Linked DNA regions of Danio rerio: region 1 is linked to region 2. Evidence: chromatin contacts called from public Micro-C data. All regions are on one chromosome and are shown on one strand. Each heading gives the region's core, a stretch centred on a gene start, on an enhancer-like site or on the middle of the called end of the contact. The rest is flanking DNA. Distances are from core to core; before and after follow the strand shown. Region 1 holds the start of nfia (nuclear factor I/A). Region 2 holds the start of patj (PATJ crumbs cell polarity complex component).

What was found. A called contact is a pair of places that touch in the nucleus more often than the background predicts.
Region 1: a Micro-C map of caudal fin shows a contact between it and region 2, with 3 times the contacts expected there. The contact joins the promoter of nfia here to the promoter of patj in region 2. A contact is called at or near these places in 1 of 18 Hi-C or Micro-C datasets (caudal fin) and 2 of 4 datasets of contacts at active chromatin or transcription factors (embryo and gastrula embryo).

The regions. Positions count from the first base shown.
Region 1 is chr22:16,684,133-16,688,760 of GRCz12tu, reverse strand. nfia (nuclear factor I/A) reads left to right here and starts at 1,866. Exons shown (of 11, transcript NM_001079962.1): 1 at 1,866-2,121. The coding sequence starts at 2,095.
Region 2 is chr22:16,448,448-16,452,744 of GRCz12tu, reverse strand. It overlaps patj (PATJ crumbs cell polarity complex component), which reads left to right and starts at 1,625. Exons shown (of 44, transcript NM_001127185.1): 1 at 1,625-1,646; 2 at 1,744-1,922. The coding sequence starts at 1,625.

The DNA of each region.
Region 1 (4,628 bases), core at 617-3,116, 240 kb before region 2:
GTCGCACATTCCAGACGGGTCAAACGTGTAATATGATAACACATTGGTGGTTGCAACAATATACTTAAAAGAACATAAAACAGTTTTGATCACGTTCATGTTTAAATATTGCATATGATATTCTTGATATAGATTTGGCCTTTGAGTAGGCCTATGCTAAATTAATTTATTGTTGTGTTAATAATGGAAACAACAGTTTGGACGTTATGACATTTGTTGTTGCGCACATTTTATTTTTACTGAACCATAAACATTACGCAACCGGTTTGGTCACATTGCACAATCAATACATTAGGCTAACATTGCGAACAGTATGATTCACAAGTGAATGACTCTTTTGAGTCGATTCTTTTTATTGAATCAACTTCATTCAGCACGACCAGACTTGTTCGACTCCCGAACGAATGATTCATTTACACGTGGGACTTTAAATTAGTTACTAGTAAACTGTTTATTTGCTGACATATAAGCTGTTTGCATATACGCATCATTTACTGTTTATTTATTTTTTTAATAAAATGTTATCTCAATTGGTTTAGTGCATGTTATATGTGCACAGGGGAGCTACTTTGTGGTCTTCTTTTAAGTAGATAAGCAATTCAAAATCACTATTGCAGAATAAACAGAATAAATACATAGAGCGCGATTTCGAGTGAATGACTCTTGAGTCGATTCTGTTTAGTGAATCAACTTCATTCTGTTCGACTCTATGAACTGTTGACTCTTTTTAAATGATTCCTCTAGTGAGCCATATACAGTTATGAAAAATATTATTCTCTAAAGTTACTTTGGTCACATTCGAAATGAAGTGAGTACGTTGTTTGTGTTGCTTTGTATCTAAAGCTCGGATAAATCCAGATACTGATTTGACTGCTTGAAATCCAACGTGTATTTAAAGATATGCATCAATCAGTGTTTTTATGATATGCAATCACATCAGTATTTATTAAACGAGTGGAAGGGTTATTATTTGACAACTTTTATACGTTATATGCTAACACGCATTTTGCATTAAATGCATTGCTGGTTTGGAGTGATTTTATATAGTTTGACTTGTTTTTTAAACGTTTCTTTCCTAAAAGTCCACATTCAGTTATTAGTCTATAATAAAGCGCATGAAAAGTGTGTGCGTAAATCAAACGCACTCTTTGTGCATTACAGCACTTCATGAATACGAAGTGCAGCGGCATTGGGAGTGCATATTTCCCCTGTCCCGCATGTGTGTGGCTCTCGTGCCGATATTGAGGGCGCTGTGCTGATGGAAGAGCCCAAGAGTTTGGACGGCAAAAGTGAACGGGAGCTTCGTCTCAGCGGACTCGAATCGTGCGCTTCACTTTTTTCCTCCCTCTCTCTCTCTTTCTCTCTCGTTCTCTCTCTCTCAGGTCGAAACTAACCGCGACACAAGTGGCAGCTTTTGCAACAGGGGGTTTTAAGGATATTACAATCTTCCTAAGCATGCCGAGCCCTCCTCGCTGCTCGTAAATCCGCCTCAGTTTTGCTTCGCACCGCCACATGCCTCACGGCGGATGCAAGCGAGCGCGCGACGCGGCGCAATAAGAGACAGCGAAGAATGAATCAAACGCGACTTTTCTAACGCATCCGGACGACTTTTTGCTTATCCTTTTTGTTCTTTTTCTATTCAAATGACCGCAAGATGAAATAATCGCTCTTCCCGGCGGGTTCACCACCACCAGTTTGACTCATGGCTCTGTGAAATCTCCGCGTACTTCCATCCATCCGTCGTCGGGACTTTTCTCTAGGCTGCAGTTGATGATAATGCCGAAAGTTTGGATATACGGCTTTAACAGTACAGTACAGTAGATGTGTGTAACTCGAGGCGGGGTTAAAGTTCAGCTCTATGGAGCGCTGAAGCGTCGCGCGCACTTCGCAGAGTTGGAAATGTGAAAGCAAGAAGCAAGGCTTTATTTTCCCTCTCTCCCTTCTTCTCTGTCTCTCTTTTTTTCTCTTTTCATACACACACATATACATACACACCCCATACATTCACACATACACACACCCTCACCCACACGCACACTCACGCGCGCACACACAACATATACATCGCCAATTCAAGAGTTAAAACCGACAGATATGTATTCTCCGCTATGCCTAACACAGGTAAGTGACATTTTCGTCTGTTATTAACTCTGTTTGTTGCTTTTCAGCGGTGTCTTTTGCCGGGACGGCACGGATAGAGACTAACCTTTGCTTAAGACAAGTAACTTAGTGTGCACTAAGGCATTTCTGCGTTGACAGAGCCAAGTTAACTACCACATGGCGGATGGCGCCCACCTCTCGTACATATATGTTTTTATGCACATTTCTGTCGTTCTTTCTTTTTTTTCTACGTGCTTTTGCACGGAAAGCGAGGTGCTTATTTAGCAAGTTAAGCTTTAAATAGCGCTGTATGTGAACGTAAACGTTGCACTAAGCTTGCAGAGTCAACGGTGTGCACGTTGGATTTGGTTGCACTTTTAAAACATTGTTTTTAATTGTTGTTTGATTTACAACATACGAGTAAACTTATTGACTTGTTTTATGGTTGTTTAAAGATTACAAAGTTGCATTTGTGGGTTCACTTTGAGTTTCTTTAAAGCAGCAGAACTCAAAATAAAAAAGTATTTACGGTGGAAATCAATCTGTTTCCCTAGTTCATCCTAATAAGGACCTTATTTTAACATTTTATAAACGCATCTATTCATATATTTTAGCAGCTTTTTATTTTTGAATGAAGTTTCAATGCTGCTGTGCAGTTTTACATTATTAACTTTAGTTAGAACCAGCTGCAGGCAATAAAAATCTCTTATATGTGAGACTTTTTTTCACCGCATCAGAACAGTTTTTAAATTTTTTGCAAGCCTTACTGTCACTGCATTTCTGATATTTAGTAGCAGCTGTGTACAAAAAAAAAACCCTTCTGAGGGCTAAAATTCTCAAATGAACATTTTACTGGTAAAAACGAAGACCACTTAATGCAAGTTTGTAAATGCATGCAGCTTTATTTTTATTGCTTATTGTGCAATAAAAAGTAAAGCGGAATAAAGTTAGGACAGCAACCGAGAGGGTTAAAGGAGCTTTCAAAAGAAACCCATTCATTGTCTGAATCATGGTGGCAGGTGAAGTGAGGTGACAGTTCTGGAAAAGCTGTGTAGACTTGATGTGATTTTAAACTGTTTGGTTAAATGAGTTTTATTAAATGCACAAAACAAAAGGAGAAGGCCTCAGCATTGTGCTGCATGCAGGGACGTTCCTTTTACCGTGTTAGTTACAGTTTGTTTAGAGAGGATTCCTGTGGAAAAAAAAGAGACAAATTATGTGTATGGAGAAAGAAGAGCTGATAAAGTTCTCCAAGTGCTCTTTTTTATAGATCTGATTAGGCGAGTTTGCTTTAAGTTGTTTTATAGCTTGCATATTTCTGTTAGAAATGCTTGCATGATCTGTTACGGAAGGATTTGATAATTTACCAAACGCTGTAAATGTGTCATATAAGCACTGACTGACACTTTACATAAGAGGTTGTGTATTTCTAATTACATTTGTCACTTAAAATAGCAATATTTGTAAATATTATGATTGAGAAAATTGAGAACAAGTGCAAAAATTAAGTAATAATCAAAGTAATTTGACAGCAACATTCATAAAAAGTCAAAAATCCATTGATTTCCTCTCGATTACAGTTTTAAGGCAGCATGAGTTCTGCTCTCTCTCCCCCTCTCTCTCTCTCTCTCTCTCTCTCTCTCTCTCCCTCTGTCTCTCTCTCTCTCTCTCTCTCTCTCTCTCTCTCTGTGTGTGTGTGTGTGTGTCATGTTTGAGTACTCAAACAGTCATCTGAGTGCCAGAAAATACTTTATACTGTTTTTTTTTTAAATCTTAAAATCAAAGCAAGCTTTTTTTAATTTTTAGTTGATTCAGAAAACAACATTTATATCTTTTGCTAGTAAATGAATGCTTTTCATTTTATTAGTCATCCGTTTTCTTTTATATTTACAGTATATGCATGTTTAAAACTTTTGTTTTTTTAAATCTTGGCCACGAGGCACTATTGTTCCCTGCTGAGGCCTTTCTTTCTATAGGACACCGAGGTTCAGCTTGAAACACTTTAGGAGTCTGGAAAAACCTGACATGCTAACCAGACCCTATATTGACACTCCAACACACTCCAAACACGCTGTTTGTTCTGGCACCAGGAGCGTTTTCGCAAATTGCTCGTATTCTGACCCCCCCAAAAAAGAGAGAAGGAGCGCTCATAATTATCTTAAATTTTAATAATTTGCACATACAATTAGTCTTTAATCTAGAGATAAATCTGCATAAAGTTTTTACAGTAAAATCAATATTTGTGTAGGCAACAGATCTTTTCTTTAATAAAAAAGAATGTGCAAAAAGCCACAACAAAAGATCATATCAGTTATTGAGGAACTATATTTCACAGACTTTGGATTAAGTTACTTGGAGAGCCAGCGAAGGAAGATAAGAGAAAAAAATCATTCAGTGGTTTAAATGCAGGATGAAACAATAGTTTTTTTTTATGCCTCGGAGGCGATGGAGTTTGATTCTCGTACAAGACAGGAAGGAAACAATATGATTAAACGTATACGACACACACATTGTTCCGTACACTGTAA
Region 2 (4,297 bases), core at 376-2,875:
GTCCGCCCCTGATGTGAGAAAATGTTGAGGAAACTGCACTGTACCTTTTAAGATTAATAAAATGCTTTGCACTTTATTTTATCATATTATTATAAATGTGATGTCAGTGTAAATATAGTAAAACTGTGTTTAATCATGATCTTTGGGGGAAACATTGATGATTTATCAGTTTTTACCAATTCAGGGTTTAAATTATAACAGATACTGAAAAATGTTATCATGCTATCTTAATTATTTGTGTATTCATATTTGTTATTGCTATGGATTCTAAGGGCCACTTTTACAAACATTTTTCAGAACGTTTTGTGTTCAACAGAAGAAAGAAGTTTAGAACCACTTGAGTGTGAGTAAATGGTGAGGAAATGTTCAATTTTGGGCAAACTGTACCTTTAAGATTAATAAAATGCTTTGCGGATTTTTATTTATTTGTATTTTTTTTATTTATTATTATTTTTTTTAATCATATTATAAACATGAGATGTCAGCGCAAATGTAGTAAAACTAAGATGAATCATAATCTTTGGGGGAAACATTGATGATGTACCCTTGGTAGTGGAAATGCAAGCCTGATAAAGGTGACCCATACCGACCCAAACCGTACCATACTGTAGCAGTCAGTGGAAACGAGCCATTAGTGTAGTGGACATGTTATGGGCAGATGCAGCTTTACAGAAAATAATTTGACACGGGTATAAAAATTGGTAAGAAAAATAACAAATAATGCAATTTGGAAAAATTTGAGTGCATATTTGGTGCATAAGTACACACCTATAAATCCACTATTTCTTTACTAAAAGGAAAGAAGCCTATGAACTGCTCTTTATTGCAAGTATATTTCAAGAAGTTATATTATAAACTATTTAAACATCTGCAATCGGTTCATGAAATCGGCCAGATTGATAAGTAACGATTGAGTCATTAAATGTGATTATCGTTCGATACCGGTATTCGGCCGATCAATTGGAGCTTCCCTAGTTATTACCAATTCAGGGTTTTAATTATTACAGAAACTGAAAAATGTTACCATGTCATCTTAATTAATATGCATGTTGTAGTTTTATGTATATTTAGTCTCTTTTCTAATCTTTTTATTACTTTATTTTTGTCTACATAAATATTTTAAAACTGTAAATAACTTATTTTAAGTATATAAAATTATTATTATTATAAATATGCTTCGTTTGTATATCTTGGTCTTTAACAAATTAAGTCTGAATGAATGTATTTGGTGCAACTTAATAATCAAAAATTATATTAGCCAACAATATTGCAAATAATAATAACAATAATGACTGCATAAAAAAGTGTGTTTATTATTGATGTTATTAATGATAATAATAATAAAACAAATATGTTATTATTTGTCCGAACTAAAAATAAAATGTAAGAGAAACTGAATTTTGAAAATCTATGTTACTTATTGATTATGTTATTGACACTGCACTTGAATATATATTCAGCCTTTATTTTCCAAAGCAAATTAGTAGCCTAATTAATATTGGCATTTCGTTTTTCGTTGATGTTGTCTAAATTTATAATCAAATTGCCACCCAAAAATGTTCATAAATCCATTTCTATTCTCTTTCACAGATAACCCTCCTACTAAATTGTCAAGAGAACCACGATGTATGAGAACGTACCAACAGGTATCGTTAAATGAAGTGATTTTCTTTTTAACTAATGTGACGTGTTTGATGGGTTTTTGCATGGCTCATGTGTTGCTGTTGGTGTGTGTGTTGTCAGTGTCTGCTTCGGAGCGGCAGCAGGTGCTCCAGGCTCTGGAAAGGCTGCAGTCGAAGCTGGTTCAGAGGGAAGAGTGGACTCACAGCGACAGACTCGGCACACTGAAAGAAGCCCTGCAGAGCCCTCTGTTCAGCCACATCCTCACCCTGCAGCACTCCGTCAAGCAGCTCAAAGACCAGGTGATGCTTACACTACATCTTACAGATTGGGCATTGTGTTCAACAGAAATAACTCTGATTAGTGGGAAGTGGATGTTTTTAACATTTCAGTACAAATTGGTATCAAAATTCCAGTATCATTACCAGTGTGTTGGGTAGCGCATTAATAATGATACTTCTCTAAGTAATGAGTAAAGTAAAAAAAAATCCTTTTAAAAATAATAATAATTTGTTATTACTTTAATTAATTAGCTTTAAAAAAATAAATTGCTGAATTAAAATTAAAGTACTCACAATGAATCACAGTCAATCAGAGAATGTGTTCATTATATCGAACGCATCGTAGAAAAGGAAAAGGGGATTGTCTCAATGGGCAGTGATTTTACTTAAGGCAAATAGTACAAAAGTAGCAAACACATTGTTTTAAACTTTAAATAATCTTTATATATGGCATGTAGAGCTCTGGGGTCAGGAATTTCTCAGATAACATTATCTTAAAAGATTATTTTTTGATGGGTTTTTAAATAAATGAAGGTTGTACATTGTGCTAATTGCAGCACCACTATATTAAAAAAGAAAGAGAAAAAAAAGCCTCAGCCAGGTAATAAAATGTGCCGTAACGCATTACTTACTATAAAAAGTAACTAAGTAATCACAAGAAGTAAATTTTTTGGGAGTAACTCAATATTGTAATATATTACTTTCTATAAAGTAACTTTCCCTAACATTGGTTGTTACAACACTTTAACAGACTTGTTACAGCTATTTAAATTTTTACGAGAGCACTTGAAAATGATCACTTTCTCTAGATTTTCAGTGCATGTGTTTTTAGTAAAACTATTTTTCTTTGTTTTAATTCTGTTAAGTAGTTTTGTCGTGATTCAGGAATTTCCGACTTTGATACAGTAGCTTAAAAATATTGATATTCGAAACCATTTTTAATACAGTGAGGAAAACATTACACAACATTAAGAGTAAAGACTAAAATTAACACTCGCCAATGCCGAATGTGAGTAAAACTAAGTGTTGCAAGTATTTATAGCAGTGTCAGTCGCTGTATGTGTATATATATATTTTTTTAATTGCAAAACTACATATTGCGATGTCATTTAGCGCATAAAATGACAATTTGTCAAAATGACAAAAGAAAATACCATGTTTTCCGACATGTTATATTTCCTTTTACATTACTAATGTTTTAACTTTATTTTAAATCGATATTGAAAATGAATGAAAACATTTGCTTTTCTAATGTCAATATATTTATATATAAAATTTGTAAATATATTAACAAATTTTAACCTTTTGCTCAAACCAATATCAACAGACCTGTTTAAAAGGAATTGTTCATAGGTTTCCATTATTTACTCACTACCGTCATATTCTTGGTTTATCTTCTTTTTTTTTTTCCAGATGAACACAATCTGAGTTATCTTAAAAAGTTATCCCTGCTTTGTAATAGTAGTGAGTTGTATCTATAACAAGAATGATTATTATAAAACTCATTCATTCATTTTCCTAAAATATGGACCAATCGTTTGCTTTAAAAAAAAAAAAAAAAGTCTAATCATCTTGTTTAATCCTGTCCCTTTTCGCAGCGCCGTACAACACAATTTTGCATGCTCAAATTCTAGTGTGACCACGGTAATACACTACGACCAATTTAGTTTATTCAATTCACCTATAGTGCATGTCTTTGGACTGCAGGGGAAACTGGAGCACTTGGAGGAAACTCACGCAGACATGTGAAGAACATGTAAACTCCACACAGAAATGCCAACTGTCCCAGCTTTGACTTTGTTACACCTGGCTCAAGGATGTAACATAATGAGGGAGACGACAAGGAGAAGTATAATCAAAAAGAATATTTATTTAGCTCAATTTAAATTATATAATCAAAATATCAGTATCAGTATGTTCAATCAGTGTGAAATGCAAATGTATGGATGCGGTAAATGTTGTCAGTGATAGTGTATGGATGCGAAACAAAGCATAAAGGCCAAATAGGAGCGCGGCTCTGGCCAACTGCCAAGTGAATGGACAGCGGCCCCGACAAACTCTCTGCCAGGGTTTAAATAAGGGCGCTGACCAGCATCAGGTGCGCTGAAGGCACGCCCCCAATCTGGAATCAAAATCAAAGACACAAAACAACGCAGTCCTAACAGACTTGAACCAGCGACCTTTTTGCTGTGAGGCGACAGTGCTAACCACTAAATCACCATGTCGCCGTATTTTTTTTAATTTTATTTGTTGAAAAATCTTTTAATGCTTTAAAATCAATCAATAATTTATTTCTGTAGCACATTTAAAAACAACACTGAATTGTTTAACAATATAACAAGTGATTTACCGTCCCAAAATTAAGAACAAACGCACCACAAAACATTTAAAAACCC